2 separate regions of the Gasterosteus aculeatus genome follow, and region 1 is linked to region 2. Evidence: chromatin contacts called from public Hi-C data. All regions are on one chromosome and are shown on one strand. The core of a region is the stretch at or near the end of the contact, and the rest is flanking DNA. Distances in the headings are between cores, read along the strand shown. Region 1 overlaps anks1b (ankyrin repeat and sterile alpha motif domain containing 1B). Region 2 overlaps apaf1 (apoptotic peptidase activating factor 1).

Region 1 (6,533 bases), core at 3,330-5,829, 48 kb after region 2:
GCTCTCACCCTGTGATGCTTGACTGCGGTATCGCCCCGTTTGCATTTGCATTTAAATTGTATTTAAAGCATCTCGGTATACTGAGGGGAAAAGTGTAGCGCCCCCCCCCCAACCCGCAGCACTAACCACTCAGTCGTTTGAGCTCCGCTCTATTCGAATGGACTCAGAGAGCCGGTAGAGTCGACACAATCTGGTACTCTCCCCGCTCATGCTACTGAATCCCTCCCCCTCCCTGTTTGCATTGGAACCGAGTGGCTTTACTTACCCTCCGGTCCTCACTTTATTAAGTACTAAGTGATTTGGGGCATTCTCTAATTCCAATATTTGGCTGGGCTGCGATGTTTGTGTGTGGCGCGTGCGTCTGTGTGTCGATCAATGCACTAATCCCGTTAGCGGTCCCGCTAGGCCACATCCAAGGGGCTCCGTCGGCGCATTAGCCGCCACACATGGGGGTCAAGGAGCTGTGTTTTTCTCACAGCGCGGGTAACCGGTAAACAAGTTATTTTATTCAGCAACAACGCCGAATTTGTATGAACTTCTCGAATTCTTGAAGCGGTGTGAGTCAGTGATTGGGGGTGGGGAGGGGGGTTGGGGGGGGCATTACCAACGACCTCTCACAATCAGGCCATCCGGAGACAAAAAGCCTTTTCTCTGGTTCCCAGTAAACGCTTGTCGGGTCGCTGGAGCGTGAAACCCGGCGAGGGAGACCGACGCTCCGCTGTCGGTGCTCAAGATAGCGCGGCGTTTTAATGACGGCCGCTCGGATTCCCTTGACCTCAAATTACCCCTCGTCATCTGCTCCGGTCTCTCCCAATCTGTCCTCCTTTCGCTCCCGTCCCGCTGCGCAGCCAGATATGAGGAGACGGCGCTCAGGAGGCGAAGACGGGCGGAGAATAAATAGCAGGCGAGTGTCGTGAGGCGGTTTCTTCTCTTCAGCCTTGGCAACCGCGTGCGATTGGTCCACCTTTTGTTTGTTAGCTCTCGCTGCTCGTGTCTACCTTCTCCAGGCTCACGTCGATACGACCAATCGCCTCTCCCTCTGCAGACTGGGAGGTCGCGACCTTTGCGATGTCAACGGACCTCCCAAAGCCCCTCGGCGGGTTGGGGTTCGACCCTTTGAAGAATCCTCCCATCGATTTATTCCAGATCAAAGGATCACCAGCTTGGGTTTCTTAAATTGCCCGGGTCAGAATACATTACGGGAGGATTGACTGGTATGATTGATCGGCAAACGGGCCGTGTCTGACTCAGGTCTTGGAGGTTGACTACACGGCTGTGGCTAGCGAGGACATCGGGGTCGCGTCCTCCGAAGTATCTTTGAGGATCTGGGGTTTCAGGCAGTTTTTGGGGATCAAATATCCCAAAACGTTTTCTTTGCAACAAATCTCAGTACTATCTATATGTATTACATTATTGTCAAAGCAGAGAAGATAATAATAATAAACATAGTATTGTTAATATTGGTGGATTAGATTTCCTGATTTTCCTTTAATAAAGTATTAAGATTTCAGCGAGTGGAGAAAAACGTTTTTTTCCGCCCGAAATGTTGCCAAAGGCATCAGACATGCAATATATATATAAGCATGTCAGTACTTTGAACATTGGAACATTGGTATAGTGAAGATTGGCACCTTAAATATGAGCGAGGGTGATTTCTGAGGGAATTTATCCTGGTTGAATAGTATAATTACCGCTTTACAATCACATCTAGTGGTTTTGAGCAGGAAAATGAAAATTGGAGATAAACATCAGGCGATAATGATGTCTGGCCCGTGGCACTTAATCTGTTGGCTAAGATGGGACGTAGGAGAAAGAAGCTTCCCTCTGGCAATCAATAAGTTTTGTCATAGAAAAGCATTGATGTAATGTGGATAATGAGCTCAGCTCATGCTGAGAGTCAAAGTAGAGACATTTACACCAACAGGGTCACATTCGACATCTTCTGAGCCTGAATACTTCATCACAGCCAGACACCGTCCTCGTCGATGCATCGCTCACTTAACTCGTGTGTTGTTTGGGGGGGAGGAGGGGGGGGGGTTTGGCTGGAATGATGAGTATTGATTTGCCCAAACTCTCAATAGACAACACACACACACACACTCTACACACTCTTGAACATATTCAATTACCCTCAGAAAGCAAGCAACTGTGTGTGTGTGTGTGTGTGTGTGTGTATAGATATACACTTATATACACACACACACACTACATTAAGGGGGGGCATCATCGGGAAACCAGAGACCACTGGTTGCTTAGCAACGAGAGAGCAGAGGGGAATTGCAGCTAAGTGTGGGTTTGTAGAAACTGATTTCCAAGAGGGACCAATAGGATGTCTCGTTTCTGTGCAGACACAACCGGCAGCCAATAGGAGAAAATAAGCCGCCTGCATGGACACATATATCTCCATTAATAGCACAAGAACTGTAACTATGACTAGAAGCACAGGCTGTGCGTGTGTGTGTGTGTGTGTGAGCAAGCAAACATTGCTAAGTGCTGCAGGATCAAGGTTGAAGCAAGAGCTCTCAAATCTTTTCCTCTGCATAAACACACACTTTGCCACACAGAGGAGCACAAGCTCTCATAGGGGCACCAGGCTGTGTGTGAACATCCATACATTTGTGTGTGTGTGTTTGTGTACGTTTATGAGCACAGTACTATCTGGTGTGGGTGCTTCAACAGAGATGATCCACCTTCGGTCTTTACAAACGGTAAAAATTGTTGAGACGTATAAAAGCTTAAATTTCATGACAGAAACGATAACAAAAATGGATTAATACTGATTAATCCAATTATGTTTAATTTTTAAACAATCTCGAGATGAAATAAAGAGAACATTTTATCTCCACGGTTGCATTTCACACCATTTATCATAGATCTCAAGGCTGAAACGTGCTGTTATTTTGCGCGATGTGCATGTTGTCAACCCTTGATTAAGATGAACCTTAATCACGCGTGAAAAAGAAGGCTTGACGCTATGAATCATTTAAAAAGGCTTAAAGGCGATACGGTAGTTTATTAAACTACACAGAATAAAAACAGTTAATCAAAATAGCACCAGCATAAGCAAATTGATATAATCAATTCTCCAGTACGCTTTTGTCTGGGATCGGTCTCTCTGCCTCGTCCATCGCGTTGAGGTTGCCAACTGACTAACGCCGGTCACCGAGGGGAGAAATCCATCGCCATGACGACTCGATGGACAGGATTGTACTAAAAAGCATCCAACAGGACTTCTGATTCAATTTTTCTGTGCGTCTAGGCTGTTGTACAACAGCTGGGGGAAGACATTTACTTCTCCTGCTGGGACCTGTCTCGTTCTGTCCCTCTTTTTACCTCCTGCAGTGTCCTCGCTTACTTTCCGCTCCGGTCTTGCTCAATAGCCGCTGCCTTGTTTCCCGTCATCGGTGCTGCAATACGAGTCCCAACAGGCAAGAAAATATTTACTCCTCATGTTGTCCCTCGATTTCCAGTAACTTAAAAGAAAGTCCAAGCTGTCTCTGACACACAAAGTAGGTCTAGGAAAACATAAAAAGCCCTGAACACAATCATCCAATCCCAGCGGCCAAGCCTTCGTGTCACGAGAGTTTACGGTTTCTCCCAGACTGACTGATTTTTAACTAAACTCTTACAAACTAAAAGCATTCCGCTCTGAAGCAACTATATTCTTCCCCTGCTCAGATTTCTGCTCTCTCGTCTTCCTCCAACAGTACGTTGGAGCAGGCAAAGCACAACAGCAAACAAATTAGGGCAGCGATTGTTTTTAACGATGGAGGAAATAGCGGTTACTCGTTTTCTCTGCTTCACCCGACTCACTCTGGAAAACAAAAACAGAAAGATTGACACATGCTCTGAGCTGCCTTTCAGAAGGTCTTCATGAGAGCTTGATAACCAAAACATGCGCCCACTACCCGATGTCAGGGGAACCGGCTCGACCAGCCGAGAGAATCTATTCAAAATCACCACGAAAAAGGTTCCCAGGCGGAGATTCCTGGGGGAAGAGAGAAAAAGAGGAAGGACATGACTCGCTCTTGTTGCGGGATACTTGTGAAATAACCCCTAAGTTGTATGCAAAGGAGGGAAGGATGCTTTGTGGCTTCCACACTGAGCTCAGTCTCCCGCAACGCAGACGCGCAAAAAGCATCCAACTCCAGCGCACACAGCCGGAGAATCCGCCGCGTCAGCAGTGTTGAGCGCTACGGGAGAGCTCACTTTGTGAAGGATGCACAAATCAAACATTAACAACGGAAGGACCTGTTCCTACCTCTCCTCAGGGACTGGACTTATTCCCAATGAAAGGTTGTTCCTCAGCCGGCAATTCTCTGCGCTTAGAAGTTGGTCTTTGACTCTCTCTCGTCCTTCTTTCTGCTCGGTCTTGAAACCTCCCCGAGATTTACTCCCTCGCCGCTTCGCCACCAGCCTCCGTCTCCCTTTTCTCGCACTCTAGTGCAGATTTCCAGCGCTCACCAACTCCTCCTCTTTCTTCAGCTCGCTGCAGCCAGACTGCATCTCCTACATGTCTCTGCCTGAGCACGCTCCCTCCCTCTCTCCCTCCCTCTCTCCCGCTCTACCCAGTTGACATTCCCCCTCCTCCTCTCCATCTCGTCACTATGGAGACGCTGGGCCCGTACGGAGACGGGCTCGTGCTGCTTCACGAGGAGTGTGAATGTGTTGTTTGTGTGCAGCACGAGTTGCGACAGTTACTATCATCACAATGACACCAAATTTTCTGACATTAAATACCAGCACAAATAGGTTTCTGTCCTGCGTAGTTTCTTTTTGCTGAGCTAAGCAGACTGTGTCCTAGCTTCACATATGCAGCGCGATGTAGGTGTGGGATTAATGGAACGGCAAGGAAATGAATAGGTCCAACACTATTAGACTACAGCACCCATCAGCCAGCCAGAGGCGCGAACCAAACACTTCTTCTATTTCAGCTCAAAACCCGTCGCAACAGACGGAACATTCATCCCAAATGAACCCGCAATTCCAAAGGTGGGCGGATTCACGGGAATCGCTGTCCCATCCTTGTTCTCACGTCTCTACGTACACAAGCTTGTACCTTTGATATCCAATCAAAGAACCTCACGTGGTCTGAAGCGGCTGCTCGTCTTTTGGATTGATGACTAAACAAGGTCATTTCCTATCATTGTATCTTGGGAGTGTTTTAAGATGCCCGTCCAAAACTTTGTGTTTGGGACTTTTACTGCAGCTTTATGACTCGTGTGCTTCAGAGCATCGTCATCCCTGAGCAGCCTTGTGTAATATACCTGCAGGGTGTCTCAGCCATAACAATCGAAGATCCAAGCGCCCATCGGCTGACTACAGGACAAAACTGGGACCAAACCAGTTCGGTGCATCAAAATAAGAGCCGCCTGTGCATGAGGGTATATATAATCGGCCTCTGTGTCACTGCAAGTGTCACATATATGAAATTCAACCCACGCAGCTTGACGTCATTCTGCCTATTTCTGTATTTTACAAGTCTACGTATGTGATCCAGTAAGAGAACCCAAACCCAAAGATAGAGCGTGACTCACCCGTATTGCCTCCTCACTGAGAAACAACTCTATGGCAGATTATCCTTTATTATGAAGCGGGTAGATGAAATCCAGCGTTCTGATTGGTTGAGAGTGAGCGTTCTATATCACACTGCGCACTCAAAGTAACAGGTTAGATTTTACGTGACCGTTAGTAGTCTTTAGCTTGGTGGCGTATACACAATATACAACTATTTTGTGCTGAAAGGCAGCTATTTACCTATTTATGATTTTGCGTCGGGCCCATCAACACCCCCGTGCTGTTACATCATTGGACGTACCGTATTGCTTTAGTAAAATACCTTTTTATTCACATTAATACACTGGAATCTCTACGGGTCCTCGAGATTCGGATCCGTTCAAAGGATCGTAAATGTTTGACTGTCCGCTTCTTCTAGACCTGACCTTCAAGCATTTATTGTTGACCTCGCAAGCACCTGATGATGAACATGATGTTGTATGATGGAAAGTCCAACAGCGGCGGTCCTACTGGGCCGCGGGTTCAGGGTGCACTCGGGCAGGTCACACACACACACACACACACACACCATCTCCCAGGACCTCCCACACCATCTCCAGCGCGGTGAGCGCTACAACAGGAAGTGCAAACGCCAAATAAGGCTGCAGGAGAGCGAGCGAGCGAGCGAGCAGGGACGGTGAAGTACACTGCAGTCCTGAGGCAAATCCACCCACACCAGAGATACTACTCACTCCCCACACATACTGTACGTGTACTACATGTGTACTGTATCTGCACACATCTCAACCTATCGGACACCATACGGGTGTGCGATAGCTGCCCTTAAATACACGTCTCCAACATTTAATGGCCTTTTGGGGGTTTTTAGTAGGTGTGTGTGTGTGTGTGTGTGTGTGCGCGCGTGTAGGACTCATAGTATGATGTATAGGGTTTGATCCTGCAGTGTCTTAACGAAGGCAGGAACCATCTGGTGTTGGGATGTGAGACAATCTGTCCATTTGGATAGGTGACAAAGA
Region 2 (6,886 bases), core at 3,705-6,204:
GATACAACGATTTGGCTAATCTGCTTCATCGTGACCTCCCACTCGGGTTACCTGAGGGTCTCAAGCGCTCCACTGATTGCTGCACGCCTTACGGTGAGAAAAGGGTGGCGGTGCTCAATCATTTCATGGTGGTTTTGGGTTGAATGTGCTACTTTGGTTGGACGTGTTTGGCTACTAAAGTCTAAACATGGTGAGATTTAAAAAAAAGTATGTTATTGGACTTTTCTGCCTTCTATTGTCGTTTTAATATTTTCCGTGAATCCCTTTCCTGTTTGTGTTAACAGTGCAGACAGTGCTCAGTGAGGGGGGCGTCCCACAGAGGCCGGTGGTGTTTGTCAGCAGACCAGAGCTTGTGAACCGCGTCAGGGAGAAACTCTACCGGCTGCAGAAGGAGCCCGGCTGGGTCACCGTCTTCGGCATGGCCGGCTCGGGAAAATCCGTCCTGGCTGCTGAGGCGGCCAGACACCATGGACTCATCGAAGGTGAGCAGTCTTTCACTGGCTGACAAAAGTTCGAATCTCAAAGTGTTTGCTTGGTTGTTCGTTCTCCGTAGCTTATCGCCTCTTGCCTCACTTCAATGCCTTTCTGCTTCCTCCATCTGCAGACTGCTTTCCCGGTGGAATCCACTGGCTGTCCATCGGCCAGCTGGACAAACCAGACCTGCTGGTGAAGATCCAATCATTGTGTTTCCGTCTGGAGCAGAGCCTTGACTCCCACCCCCTCCACCGGCCCCCCAACTCTCTGGACGAGGCCAAGGAGCGTCTGCGCTTCCTCATGTTGCGCAGACATCCAAGGTGGCTTTATGTTCAGATCGACAGGATCAGCTTTGTGTTCTTATTTTTTTTAAGATGCATATCATTGTTCAATTGTCCACAAGCATAAAAAAATAATTTGCCTGCTTTTTAATTTTCCTGAAATAACGAGATAAATGAAGAATACTGAGATACTGAGATAAACACTGTTTGTTTGTCACAGTTACCATGTCTCTGATCACTCGACTGTTTCTGATGTTCCTTCAGATCCCTCCTGATTCTAGATGACATCTGGGACAGCACAGTGCTGAAGGCGTTTGATCTCCACTGTCGGATACTTTTTACCACCAGAAACAGAAGCCTTGCTGACTCTGTTAGTGGTACGTGCCCTGTTTTCTGTTTTTACTCTCAACACCAAACACATGCACACTTGAATCAATCAAACCAAAATGTTACACAGCTTATAGCTCATGTGTTTTACCTTTTATCTTGTAGGCTCCAGATACGAGGTGGAAGTGGAAAGTGGTCTGGATGAAAACAAGGGACTGGAGATCCTTGCCCTGTACACTAAAACCAAACTCAAGGGACTTCCCGAGGAGGCTCGCAGCATTGTCAGAGAATGCAAAGGTCTGTAAACTGAAGCATTCTCTATATGCAAGCCGTATATATTCCAGATGTTTTTACATATATAATTTGCCATACACCATTAAAATATTTGATTGGTTCTTTTTTCATAAGAGAAACAAAGACCTGATTCAATTCTGCATTTGCTAATATCAAAGATCTTGTTTACAGGGTCATCAAATATTAGTGCGTTATCCTCTTTTTACATTTTTTATTTTGGAGCTTTGCCTTTTGCAGACACATTTCTGATTCTATGTGCATCCGTCTCAGGTTCCCCACTGGTGGTGTCCCTTATCGGGGCTCTACTCCGAGAGAAACCCAACCGTTGGCGCTACTACCTCGGCCAGTTGCAGCAGAAGCAGTTCAAGCGAATAAGGAAGTCATCGTCTTACGACTACGACGCCCTCGACCAAGCCATGGCAGCGAGCATCGAAGTCCTACCAGACGAACATCGAGAATTCTACAAGGACCTAACTGTGCTGGAGAAGGACACCAAAGTCCCTGCAAAGGTTTGGCTGCACAACAAGCGCAATGTTCACACCCTGAATTTCCTAAACTGGTGTTTTTTCATTGTTGTATATGGTCTAGCTGGCACTTATCGCCACAATGTTTCTATATAGAAATTAAAATGAAGGAAATGGACCTTCACTCCAAAGGTGCTACAGTGTTAACCCTCCTTCCAGGTGCTGGCTGTTCTGTGGGACCTGGAGACGGAGGAGGTGGAGGACATTCTCGAGGAGTTTGTCAACAAGTCTCTGCTATTCGTGGACAGTCACAATAAACCTTTCCTGTACTACCTCCATGACCTCCAGCTGGACTTCCTGGTGGAGCAGAATCGCACCCAGCTCGAGGTCAGTTTGGATGCGACGCAACAAGCTAAAACCGTTTTATTTATTTTTTTTGCTTTTAGCTGGCTGACACACATTCATTTGTGTGTGTGTGTGTGTGTGTTTCAGAGCCTCCATAGTAAAGTGGTGCATCAGTACCAGCAGCATTACAAAGATGCCCACTCCACCTCAGGAGATGAGGAATGTCTCTACTGGATCAGATTCCTGACCTACCACATGGCCAAAGCCAACCTCTTCCAGGTAACACACAAGCACAGGTGCACAGCTGGTATCTACAATACTTTATCTCCCGTGTCTCATTCCGTGCCCTTCCCTGACCAGGAGCTGTACTCGCTCATGTTCTCTCTGGACTGGGTCAGCACCAAGGCCCAGTTGATGGGTCCGGCTTACCTCATCAATGACTACGTGGAGTATGGACCCATTCTGGACAAAGAGGTCAGCTGACAGCGGAACTTTGTGTATGAAGTGCGGTGACGTTGAATCATTTACATTATTGCAGGTGAGGGGGACACCCCTTCTCCTTCATCGAAATATGACCTGTGACCACATACGGGGAAGGTGAAGTTTGAAGTTGGACCTCCATGAGCTTCTTGTTGTTGTAACATGCTCGTGTTTTTGTCCCCCCTAGAACTCTGAGACGCGGAGTCAATTCCAGGAGTTCCTCTCTCTGAACGGCCACCACCTGGAGCAGCGTCCGTTCCCTGACGTGGTGCAGCTGGCTCTGTCTCAGCCACGCACATCCGAGGTCTACAAACAGGCTCTGCTGCAAGCACGTGACCGGGCCACAACGGGGAAGCTCTACTTTGAGTGGCTGTAAGCAAGCAAGGACGTGTTTTACTGTGGATGTTCTTGTAATGAAGTTGAAATCAAGCGATGCAACTTTAGAAGATTTCTGCAGCCGCATTGAGTATGAAAGCTAATTTGATTCCGCTAAGAAATGGATTTAGCCATATTCAACAAATAGATCTTCTACTTAGACTAGAAATGGTTCTAGAGGAAAGAGCAATGACCTCATCATAAGTTTTCTATTTGGCCCTATCATAAAGTTATGGAGGTAAAATTCAAGAATATGTGTGATAGTCATCCCAGGGTTGACTAAAATGTATGTTTTCTGTATTTCTTTCAGGAACAAGGGCAGTGTAGAGAGTCTGTCCCGACTGGTGATCCACCCGCACCAGGGCTCCATCTACTCCGCCTGCTTCTCGCAAGACGGAGCCAAGATCGCCTCCAGTGGAGCCAGCAAGATGCTCAAGGTATCTATCCACTTTAATAGCAAAAATAATATCTTTTCCAAATCGCTATCAATTTTACTGTACGGTGCACAACTAGTTACTTCTTTCACACTCAGGTGTTTAAAAGCACCTCGGGGGAGAAGCTCATGGAGATCCAGGCCCATGACGACGAGGTGCTCTGCTGTGCCTTCTCCCCTGACGACCGTCTCCTAGCGACCTGCTCCAGCGACAGGAAAGTCAAGGTCAGCCCAGAAGTGACGCAACTTGGTCGCAGCAGCATGCAAGCAAAGGACACACAAAGTTCAGCGTTTCTTCTGCAGCGTCCTTGAAACTGTGCTTCTCTTCCTGCAGGTGTGGAACGTGGAGAGAGCCATGCTGCTCAGGGTCTTTGAGGAGGAGCACGAGGAGCAGGTCAACCACTGTCAGTTCACCAACTCGACGACGCCACGCCTGCTGCTGGCCACCTGCTCCAACGACAAGGTCCTGAATACCAAGGTGGGCAACGGTGTTGGCTGCTTTTAAAATCTCACACGTTTGCCTTTTCCTTCCCCTCATTGAGTGCCATGCCCCCTTGTTTCTAAGTATCTGTTATTGTCGTACTTTGCAGCTTTGGAACCTCAACAAACCGTCGTCCCAGAACACCATCTTTGGCCACTTTGAGCCGGTCAACCACTGCTGTTTCTCCCCCAGTGACACCTACCTGTCCACGTCCTCCAACGACGGCACCGTTAAGGTGACCCCCACATGCAGCCAGCTACCTCCAAAGCCGCCCCGAATAAGTAGGTATTTGGGCACCTAACTAACCACACAGCTGTATTGTGTGCAGCTGTTCCACACGTCGTCCGCCAACGAGTGGAAGACCATCAATGTGAGAGACGCGTTTGCAGAGAGCGATGAAGAGGTCCTCGTCAAGTGCAGCACCTGGACGGCTGACGGCAAACGCATCATATGTGCAGCCAGAAACGCTGCTCTGGTGAGCGCGCGTTTCACTTTCGTCCTCACTGCCCTTGTTGCCGTTTAATGTAAACGAGAGTATCTACAGAATCTAAAGAGGGTGTGACCTGGCGTTAAATGTAAGCCCCCCCCGCCCCACTTCCTTTCGACATAAAGGAAAGGACCCTCAATGTCGCGGATTTGCTCAAGATGATACTTTTTTTAGGCATTAAAGGTCAATACAGACTTGTTAAATACACACTCCGTTGATTTGTTGTAGATTCTAACCTTTACTTTGGCGGGTCTGATATTATCAGCTGATGTATGCACTATATTGGCATTGATAGATTGCAATACAAAAAGGCCAAAAATATATTTGAGGTCATTTGGAAACAGGTTTGCCATTACGTGGTTGGTCCACCAGGGGGACCGATGTTCACATGTTGTTATTGGCCTCACAGAGCAAGTATTGGTTGAGCTCATCTCTAAACGAGTATAACCATCGACTTATTACACAACGCTTGCATCTTTCTTGGATATGCCTAACGGGGCCTCGCTGTGTCCTGACACGACGCCGGTCTGACTTGTTTTTTCTGGGCGTTTCTCAGGTGTTTGACGTGGAGACATCGGACATGTTGCTGGAGATCAGAACGAATCGCCTGAGCACGGTGCAATATTGTCACGCCTGTCCCACCAGTAACCTGCTGGCGATCGCGTTCTCAAACTACGCTGTGGAGGTACGGAACTTACTCACAACAACACGTGTTTACGTCCTTTTTGTTAAATCCCATTAGTATGCCTCGTTTTGATGCGTTGCTGAACACTTTCCCGGAGAGGATGATAATATAAGGTTGAATAGATGCTCAGCAGTGTGTGTTACAGCTATGGGACCTGGAGGCCAACAAGAAGATGGCGGACTGCAGTGGCCACCTGAGTTGGGTGCAGCGTGTCCAGTTCTCTCGTGATGGCTCACAGCTGCTCTCCTGCTCCGACGACCAGACTGTCAGGGTAAGACCGCCTCGCCATGTGCCGCGTCGGCATTAGCGGAGCAGCTTTTCTTCCGCGGATACCGTCGGTATTGTTCTAATTACCGCCTGTGGAATCAACGCCTGTGCTAAGCGCGGACGTCACAGGTTGACTCTGTTCTCGCTTCGCCAGCTGTTCGGTTTCAGCGCAGTGTATGCAAACCGTTTTTAATTGCATCTTCCCACCAAAGATGAACTCCTCTGCTTTAATGCAAGTTACAAATAAGCAATTAAGCATGTTCTGTGGTTTTCCTGTCTGTTTCTTGAAGTTATGGGAGACGAACAAGGTGCACACCACCTCGGCTGTCTGCCTGAAAAGAGACTCCGACGTTCTCTTCAACGACGAAGAAATCATAGTGTCCGCTGCAGACAACTGCAACCGACTGCAGGTGAGCTGGAGGAGAAAATATGGAGGCACTGAAGGAATGAATCAAAGAGCGATGCACCGGGGATGTGCCTTCATCATGGTGTCGTGTGTGTGTGTGTGTGTGTGTGTCAGGTTCGCGACGGCCGGACGGGATCCGTGTTGTTCCAGTCGGAGGAGAAGCCGTCCAGGATCCGGTGTACGTCCATGTGCAGACAGCCCTCCGCTGTGGCCCTGGGCCAGGAAGATGGCACCGTGCAGGTAGACAACACTTCCAGACTCGAGTCCACAATTAGGAACCAAGCAAAACTCGGGCAAACTCGGACGCCCTTTTTGAGTTTTTACGTGACATGAAAGCCACCGTAGGTCTCCGACAAGGAGAGAACAGGGAGGTATTTGTGTGTATGTGTTTGAGGGATGCATCTTTTTGTGTGTTCAGGTTCCTTTCCATTTTACTTTTTTCCGTCACCCTTGTATCTCCCTGGGACATCCCAGACATCTGTAAGAACTCGTATATGCACACAGTCCCCTGAGGTGTCCTTGCAGCAGCCAGCGCCACACAGCAGAGACTTCTCTAATGAAATAAGAAGGTCGTGCAGTCATAATGAATACAGGAGTTTGTTATTTTAATTACAACTGTGCTCCTGGCCCCAGACATATGAGAGGTGAGGATTAGCAGACGAGGGGACTTGAAGAAGAACGTCTCCATTAGTAAACCAAAGTTCTTAAAACCAGGGGGGAACAAAAAAGGGCATTGAAAAATAATGTGATACTTGATGCACAGAAAATGCCTTTTTTGCAACAGTTAAAAAATTACAACAAAGCCACGATTTTTAAACCGCTACTTGAGGTCAGTGGTGGACCAATGCGTTATGTTCTGCGGCTTATTTTGAGAACTCCTCCCCTCCTTTTAACATTTATTTGGAAAATAAGCTTAATTTATACCCAAGTAAGGCATTACAAAACCTTTTTTTAGTTTTAAGATACAACTTGTCGTTGCGTCCACGCAGATGTTTCTCTGGTATTCCCCGTGAGCAAACACCAGAGGGCGCCACGGTTCTAGCCGGGTCGGTTCCTGGAGCTTTTGACCACCGCAGTGCTCTTTTCC

Evidence for each region. Hi-C and Micro-C count contacts between places; a contact is called where the count stands out from the background.
Region 1: a contact with region 2 is called in a Hi-C map of blood and trunk muscle, with 2.3 times the contacts expected there. The contact joins two enhancer-like sites. A contact is called at or near these places in 5 of 6 Hi-C or Micro-C datasets (blood and trunk muscle, skeletal muscle, tail fin and 1 more).

Annotation. Positions count from the first base shown.
Region 1 is chr4:32,467,537-32,474,069 of fGasAcu3.hap1.1, forward strand. The region is part of intron 19 of anks1b (ankyrin repeat and sterile alpha motif domain containing 1B); the gene reads right to left. Among protein-coding and RNA genes, the nearest start is that of apaf1, 53 kb to the left of the region's middle. Within about 2 kb of position 4,580, at least 7 of the 9 cell types and tissues checked have open chromatin away from gene starts, as enhancers often do.
Region 2 is chr4:32,419,052-32,425,937 of fGasAcu3.hap1.1, forward strand. It overlaps apaf1 (apoptotic peptidase activating factor 1), which reads left to right. Exons shown (of 28, transcript XR_013467278.1): 3 at 1-93; 4 at 285-482; 5 at 605-794; 6 at 1,020-1,132; 7 at 1,248-1,379; 8 at 1,647-1,885; 9 at 2,060-2,227; 10 at 2,333-2,464; 11 at 2,546-2,659; 12 at 2,853-3,037; 13 at 3,351-3,477; 14 at 3,573-3,698; 15 at 3,808-3,951; 16 at 4,064-4,189; 5 more. Among protein-coding and RNA genes, the nearest start is that of apaf1, 5.1 kb to the left of the region's middle. Within about 2 kb of position 4,955, at least 2 of the 9 cell types and tissues checked have open chromatin away from gene starts, as enhancers often do.